2 separate regions of the Pan troglodytes genome follow, and region 1 is linked to region 2. The links are chromatin contacts, called in public HiChIP or PLAC-seq maps. All regions are on one chromosome and are shown on one strand. Each heading gives the region's core, a stretch centred on a gene start, on an enhancer-like site or on the middle of the called end of the contact. The rest is flanking DNA. Distances are from core to core; before and after follow the strand shown.

The links. HiChIP or PLAC-seq counts read pairs in DNA pulled down with a chosen protein or histone mark.
Region 1: an H3K4me3 HiChIP or PLAC-seq map of stem cell-derived excitatory neurons shows a contact between it and region 2, with 4 times the contacts expected there. The contact joins two enhancer-like sites. A contact is called at or near these places in 2 of 7 Hi-C or Micro-C datasets (induced pluripotent stem cells and stem cell-derived neural progenitor cells) and 1 of 1 datasets of contacts at active chromatin or transcription factors (stem cell-derived excitatory neurons).

Annotation. Positions count from the first base shown.
Region 1 is chr2:25,875,719-25,879,700 of NHGRI_mPanTro3-v2.0_pri, forward strand. The region is part of intron 4 of ZNF385D (zinc finger protein 385D); the gene reads right to left. Among named protein-coding and RNA genes, the nearest start is that of ZNF385D, 500 kb to the right of the region's middle. Within about 2 kb of position 1,588, at least 1 of the 24 cell types and tissues checked has an H3K27ac peak or open chromatin away from gene starts, as enhancers often do. A contact at or near this core is called in stem cell-derived excitatory neurons, where this site is marked.
Region 2 is chr2:25,745,642-25,749,573 of NHGRI_mPanTro3-v2.0_pri, forward strand. The region is part of intron 7 of ZNF385D (zinc finger protein 385D); the gene reads right to left. Among named protein-coding and RNA genes, the nearest start is that of ZNF385D, 630 kb to the right of the region's middle. Within about 2 kb of position 1,955, at least 8 of the 24 cell types and tissues checked have an H3K27ac peak or open chromatin away from gene starts, as enhancers often do. A contact at or near this core is called in stem cell-derived excitatory neurons, where this site is marked.

The sequences.
Region 1 (3,982 bases), core at 338-2,837, 130 kb after region 2:
GCCACTCCAAGTAGTGGCAGCCGTGTCATTGCCACTACTGTTGTCATCTTCATTGTGATCATCATCATTCCAGCTCTATTTGTACAGCTCTTATGGAAGCACTACTCAAAGAGTAGATCTGGCAGACCCAGGCTGCTCAGCAAACAGTTTCCTACATCCATAGAATAAGAAATTGAAACTAGGCATTTAGAAACCTTAATATCAATTTAGGATTGCTGTGACATTCACATGTGGAGATTTAAAAGCATCAGTTCTCAATGGATTAGAAATTTAAAATCCAGAAAGAAAAACGAGTTACTTCATCATAGTTGGTTTGAGAAGTACTGCTTTACAGTCTCCCAAAGTATTTTCACACATAATATAATATTCAGTTTAAGCTGTGATATCAGGAATGATATTGTTTGCATCTTGTAAGTGTAAAGCAAGCAAGCAAACAAACAAACAAAAAACCTGAGGGATAGAAAATGTTTGGAATTTTTCAAAACACATATCTTGTAATTGGTAGAACTTTTTATTCCAAATCTGGTGTTTTTTTTTTTTTTCTTTGTCCTATTGCTTATCTATTAGGGGTGCCTCAGAGTAACTGTCTTCATTCAGCCTGGTCAAAACGGGATGGATATAATCATTTTGGGATGATTTGGGGATCACTAGAGAGCCACTGACTGCCTGTGAGTTTTATCTGTTAACACAACTTAATCTAGTATTTGTCTTCAAGAAAATGAAAAATTATATATAATATATATATTCTGTTGACTAAGAATGACTCTAAAGGCTGACTTACTTTCTCATGTTTTCATTTAACCCTTCAATCAACTGACATTTATTACATTTATTGAGCACCTACTATGTCTCATGCCTCGTGCTCAGTGCTGGGTAAATATGAAGAACAGAACAGCTTTTCCATAATGATTTCATGGATAGAAAATAGTACAGGGGTTAGAACAAGTTTTCTTATATTTTTGATTTTTTTTTTTACCATTTAAAGTTATCCAAAACTCAATTTTCCTGTTTTGTAGTACAAAATCTTTGAAAGAATTCCATCTAATGTGAAAATAAAATTCTGTACAGCTTTACCCTGCTGCAAGCTACTAAGCATTAGCTTCTGTCTAAAGGTTCTTTCTTTCTCTAATTGCTTTCTTTAGGATCACTAATCTTCCAAAGAATCATTGTTTACATTATGCGTTTGCCCATTAAGCAGAGAAGCACTTCTTTCCACACTTTTCCCATTCCAAGGAAGGATTAAGAGCAACTGTTAACACAATTAAAGCTCAGTTTAATTTCTATGATCCATTTGCTTTTGCAGTAAAACACCATGACTGTGAACTCCTAGAGGGCTGTAACTACCATGGGATCAGGTTTATTCGCCTGCCCTAAGTGACCTGTACAGGAAAAAGGCAAAACTTACCATGTGGAACACCAAAACACTGAGACTCGTTAAACAAGGTCATTTCAGATACTCTTTCTGTTTGCATAGGAATGGGCATTTTCATAACTACCCTGCTTTGGCTCTGTATGAAACTGAGCACCAACCCAGCAAACGCTGTAGCCAAACATCGATTACAGCCTGAAGTAGGGCCTCAAAAGCACAGTGGCCTGGAATTTTGATCCACTAAGGGAATCAATTCAAGAGCAGATGCCCTCAATATATGACCCATTCTCTGAGACTGTGACTCTAGGGAGCACGCACATTCCCAGAAACGTGTTAGATTAGAAGGATGACAGCAGTGTCACACACACTTTGGTAGTTATTTAAAGTTAATTAATTTAACCTGATCTTTCCATATAAATATAAGGCACAATAGATGACTAGTGATAATTGATTCTGGAGAGCCTCAGAAATGGTTCAAGGAAAACACAGCTGTGCTGTATAGCAGTTCTTGTTTGCTCTGGATTATAAACTATTTTTAGTACTTAGTTAATAAAGCTAATTTTCTTAAGGGGCCTGCAGTGAAATGCGTGAGCTGCTATGTCAGATGCTGATAGAATTGGGATTTGTAATGGATGAACCTAAGAAAATTAACTCCACCAATGCGGACTCACTTTTAGAGCTGAGGCATCAGCGTACCTGCTTGTAGAGATACCTAATAAAAGTAATCAGAACCTATTTTATGGTTTTCCACAATAAATTTATTTGGGAAGTTACAGATGAACTTCTTTAATACATCTGTTATCTCTATTTTATGTGTTGATATACTATTAATTTTAATTACAACAGCAATGAAGATTTCATGATAAAATGATAAACAACTTATATTAAGTGCTATTTATAAGTACCTTAAATATATTCTTCCATTTTAAGATGCTGATCTTTTCCCATTTTGACATCTTTGAAACTGATGGTGTATCATAACATTGCATCTTCGAATTGATGACATCTTAGGTTCAGTAAAATATAGTAACTGATACAATCCTCTAGGCAACTTCCTGAGGAGATATTATTACTACATCTTACACATGAGGAAACTAAGGTATAGAGAGATCTTAAGTAACTTATCCAGGTGATGTAGCTCATAAAAACGAGAGTTTGGATTTGAAAGCAAGCAGTCTGACTGTGGATTCAAATTCTTAATTACTATGAGATATTGTCTCATGAACTCATTTAAATACAACTCAAGCGCCATGTGAGCAAGCCTGTTTCATAAGGAACTCCCTACTATCAGTTTCATGAGTGCTCCAGCAGTATGAAGGCATTAATATGTGTAAAAAGAAAAATTAGTATTGTTTTGTGTATGTTTACAGAAAAGTGTATCATACTTTGAAAATCTATTTTGTGTTTTCACTCACTAATATCTGCATGAAGTCCTTTTTATTTTTCAACTTGTATTTTAACAGCTGCATAGTATTCCACTACATGACTGCACATGTAAGCAATTTTCATGCTTCCATGTTTCCATTGTTATAAACAGCACCGTAATGAAGCATATTTAAATGCTCTCATTGAAACAAGTGATTCTTCCTCTAGGTAGATTCCATGAAGTGGAATTTCTGAGTCATGGATGTGCTTCTATTTTCTATTGAGAAGATTTAAATATTTTAGCTGTAACACGACATGCCTGTCATATAGCATTTTGTTACTAAGATTAGCAAGTTATTTTCAACTATATATCACAGCAGTTATTTATCAAGCACATTTGAAGTTCTTTTTTGCATTTATGTGGGAAAGCCCTTATAAAACAATTTTTATTTAGGTTCATACAAACCCTAAAGCTATTTTATAAAAAGAGCCATGTACATTTGGAGAGCAGGAGGGTAGGACAGAACTTGCTGCCAACAGTAGTTCTCTTGTGATACACTACCAGAAAAAATATGTGCCTTTGTTATTTTTCATCATTTGAATACTTCTCAAGTTTGTAAAACACATCAAGATAGAAACACTTTGCTTGTCTTGAATGACATTAACAAGGAATCAAATGATATGAAAATTTACCTCTTGTTGAATTTTTAAAAATCATGAATGGAAAAAAAATCCTGTGTTTGTCATGTTCTTTAAGTACAATGAGTTTAGTCCTCTTGACTCCAAAGTGTTTGTTCTCAGAAATGATTTCTGCCAAACTAGTGTTGTCTAAGTGACAGACTGTCTGCTCTGGAGAGGACACACGGGATCCGTTTATTGCCATCTCTGGGATTAGAGTGCTGGCTCTCAGCTACTTTTGCAGATGCTTCTTGTCTTTGTTCTTAATATAGTTGTTTAGCATTAAGAACAGTTATGTCATCAAAACACCTAATACGAATAGCAAGACTGTACTCTTGAAGTGGTGTAGGCTTTTGTGTATTAGCTGATCTGCTGTAAACTTTCTTCTTCAAAGGCAGGAAGCTATTAAGATGAATTTATTACCATAGGTATCAAGTCCTCACACATCCTAAATACAACGCTTTTCTCACCGCTGTTGTAATATGCCACAGCACTTCAATTAAAAAATAGTCACAGAGGTCAGGAATCACTAAACATAAAATAAGCAGCTGTCTCTGAGCCACTAGGCGC
Region 2 (3,932 bases), core at 705-3,204:
TCAAGACACTGAGGGCAACTTTAGCCTTGCCTTTCAAAGAGTAGAGTTTCATCTAAAGTAAGTAGGACATCACATTTCAATTCGTACTATTAAAAACTTGCATTACACAATGAAATTGATTACCCTATGAATCACTCTGCTTTACAAGAGGCTGAACTAGCATACAGTTAATAACACAAGCTAGCCCAGTGAACATTTCTCCAATAGTCACACGATAATCCAGTACAGCATGGATGGCCTTTGACCAGTACTTTTAGACTCTACTGCTATTCTAATTGGCCCTACTTCCTCACGACGATCACATAAGGAATTGTTTCAAGAGGGTGAAAATATAAACTAAAATTATAATCTGTTTCATCATCCTTCAGTATCATTACTGATGCTGAAATTGTATTTTGTCCAAAAGACCTATTATCTTTACAAGCTTTTCCATTTATGAAAATATATGCATGATAAACTCTGTTAGTGGCCAATAAACAAGCTTACCACCTCCATTACTACCCACTGGAAAGAGATGGTTTTTAACTATAGATTCTGCTTAAATTTGGCGATGCAATGAAATTGTTTCTTCCAAATCATTTTCAGTTATTTTAAGACTTCTAATATGATACAAATTATAGGCAAATCAAAACTGTCAAGACAACTAAAGGCATTTAGCTTTTGGAACTTAGATTCCTTCCACACACTCTCAAATGTCTCAAAGCCTAAAGGAAACAAAACAGAGCAAATAGTACATACAGAAATAAATTTCCAACAAACTAATAGTGCTCCAACCTAAGTTTACCTAAATACCTCTTTAATCTGAAAGAAGACGCTAGATTTAATATTTAAAGCAAACCAAGAAATCAGAGCATTTGCATCTTGGATACATTTCCTAGCCCCTCTCCAGTTGCTCTATCAAACCTTTTAATATCGCATAGATGCCCTTAAATGATGATGCCAGATAGGACTTACAGAAGGAAAGCATAACTTCAGAGAGGAGGAACAAATATTCAGTCCTTATCTTTGACTTCTTCTTATTTAGTGAAGGGGCTTGCCTCCTGTACTAGCAGTAAGTTGCGGCGTTAGAGTGCAAATGCACAGCTCCAAGCCCACTTCCAGTGCTCAACTGATAGCTCGGATCCAAGCCTCAACATGCTCTCTGGAAATGCAGGCAGCTCAACTGAAAACCTAACTGAGGTTTCTACCGTGGCACAAAACTAAACTGCACAAATATTTGACATCTCCGAGACCTCTAAAGGTTTCAAATAATATGCATTTTGTGCTAGGCTGCTCCTAGCTAGACAGAGCACTGAGATGATATAGAGAAGTGTTCTCAGCTGCTCAACCACACTGCTCACTAGAGAATGTTTTCCTTTTCCGCCTCAGAACAAGAAAAACCAGCAAATACTGAATGAAATGCTCATATTGACTAAGCTTTCACAGCATCAATTGTATAGGAACTTTGTTTCACATTCCATTAAGTTAGCTCATGACTTCCCACGCTGCACTATTTCTCCTTCACCTAGCTAAAAGAGCCAACTTCATTCAGGCAAATCAAGGCAAAGTTTACCCCCCCGCCCCCTCCACATGTCCCTGTCTCTTTTCTTTTCCAACTTAAACTCATCCACGGCTAAATTAACAGCCCCAATTGTGGCACAAAGGAAGCTTTGAAGGCTGCACCGGCTTGGTCCTCCAGTTGCCAACTGGAGGTAGGTTTAATGTAATATATTCTTGCTGCTTAAAGAATTTTTTAAGGGCTTGTCTGCACGGATGAAGAGCCGGACACCCCCAGAATTACATCATCAGAGTGAACACTCACCAAAATACATTATGTTTCTCATTAATCAGACAGCTGGAATCCCACCGCGGTGTCTTCAGCATCAGCTCTCACCCAAGGCTGGCACGTAGAGCAGAGCCGTTTCATGCTACATTCGGTGGAAATGTCCCCGGCGTGGAGAGCAGTGAGCGCCGAGAGCGTGCCTCCTCCGCGGGATGAGCGCCTTGCAGGCTGCCTTTCCAGGGCTAAGATCCCCGGCGGCTGGAGAGTGCGCTCGGGCTGCCTGCTGCACTGCCCATCCTTACTGTAATCCGACTCCTCCTTGCGATGTCCTTGCCGCGCCTGTGACATCAGGACTGAGAGTACTACAAACAGACCCCTCCACCCCACCCCACCCCACCCTGGGTTAGCAGCCGCTCCATGAGGTGCTCCGATTGCCTGCCTGGACCAACCATGGCTCTCGGGAAGCTTTGACGAGCCCAGAGACTTGGGAAGGGGCGGAGTGAGGGGCGCGGGAGGCTCTCTTAAAGCGAGAAGGGTCTCGGGATCCACACAGGAACACACAGGAGAAATTCACCACTGTGCAGGAGGGACGTGGTTAAGGCGAGTTCTGCCATTAACGTGTAATTAGACAACACTTTTACCCCGCCCCTCCTACGAATGCCACCATTCTCTCCAAAATTTAACCTCCTCTACCAAGTTAAAACGGCAGTACGAAGAGGGAAGGTGCCGTGCTTGCATTCTCTTTGCTGTGGGCTTGAGGGTTTGTTGTTATTTTTTGTGATGTTTATATATAAGAGGAATAAAAGGAACGCCAGGGACCACTGCTAGGGTAATAGAGGTTTACACTTAGAAGTGATCACATCCCAGAAAGCTAGTACTTGGTGAAGTGTAATTTTGTATTTCTTGAGTGTTCCCTGAGCTATTATGTTGATAGAAAGATGTGAAGAAAAATAACTGGTGATAAAAGTCACCTCTCAGTTGCCCAGGACCAAATTTGCTGCCTCCCTTAGTAGGCAGGTAGAAAGCACACTGAGGCTGAAATGATCTTTGACCTCCTGAAACGGAGAGACGATTAGCCTGAAAGGCAACCAACATTGTGCCATAGTTAAAGTCCAGTCACCAATATAATATAGCCACACACACACACCCCCCCCCCCACCCCCCCACACACAACGCTCTCATTAAATTTGAGATGAACGGTCAAGAAAGGCAAAGCTTAGCAAAGCCTCTGGCTCCTCCAATGGTATAATGAATTGCAGTCCTTATCTTACATAGAAAAGGATATTAGAAAGAAATCCCTGAAAGCTGTGCTGATTAATACTTAAATGCACAGCATGGAAAAAATAAACTCATACAGCAAGTTCCGTTTCCTAAGGACTCATCACTTTGGGAACCAATTTACGTACTGGAACATTTGAACTTATAAATTTCTATAGAAATTTGTGAAATTAAGAACCAAATATAAACAAAGAACTGTAGTCTATGGAAGAATGCAATTGATATATTTTTAATCTGGGCTTTTATAAAAGTGTGATAGCAAATATTTCTACATTTTGATATTAAAATATTCTATAGCATTTCCTTACACGATTCTATATCTCTTGGTGGATTTAATGTGTATAGAAACTAGGGGGCTGAAGCTCATAATAACAGCTTTCTGTGCAATCTCGCATAAAAGCTTAACTGTATTCTACCTCTGTGAAGAGTGCAATGAACAATATCCTCTCTCACGCTAGATTATAAAGAATTTGGTGAGTGAAAATAGGTCAGCAAATATAAATCAGAAACATCACAGTGAATCTTAAGATAAATCTAGGGCTGTTCTTTTAGAAATACTCTTAATTTAAAGCCACCAGAGGAAAATTTACATAGTAAAGGATATTAACTTTTTTACTCCCTTTTAAAAATTAAAATAAAAACAATGTTACGGGAAAGTATTGAAGAAAATGCCTAAATGTTTTTTCCTTTTGGACAAATGGAAATTGTCCAAAAGTACAATTAGTAGTTCTTCCCTCAGGCAAAAGAACCATCTGTGGTAGGCTTATTCATGAAGCCTGTAAGCTGCCTTGACCTCCTACATGTGCTAGGGGGCACTGTAGTTTAATGTTAGTGCTTTGGGTCCATTTGAGTTCCTGTAGTTGGAAGATGCAAGCATTGAGAGTTGAGTTTC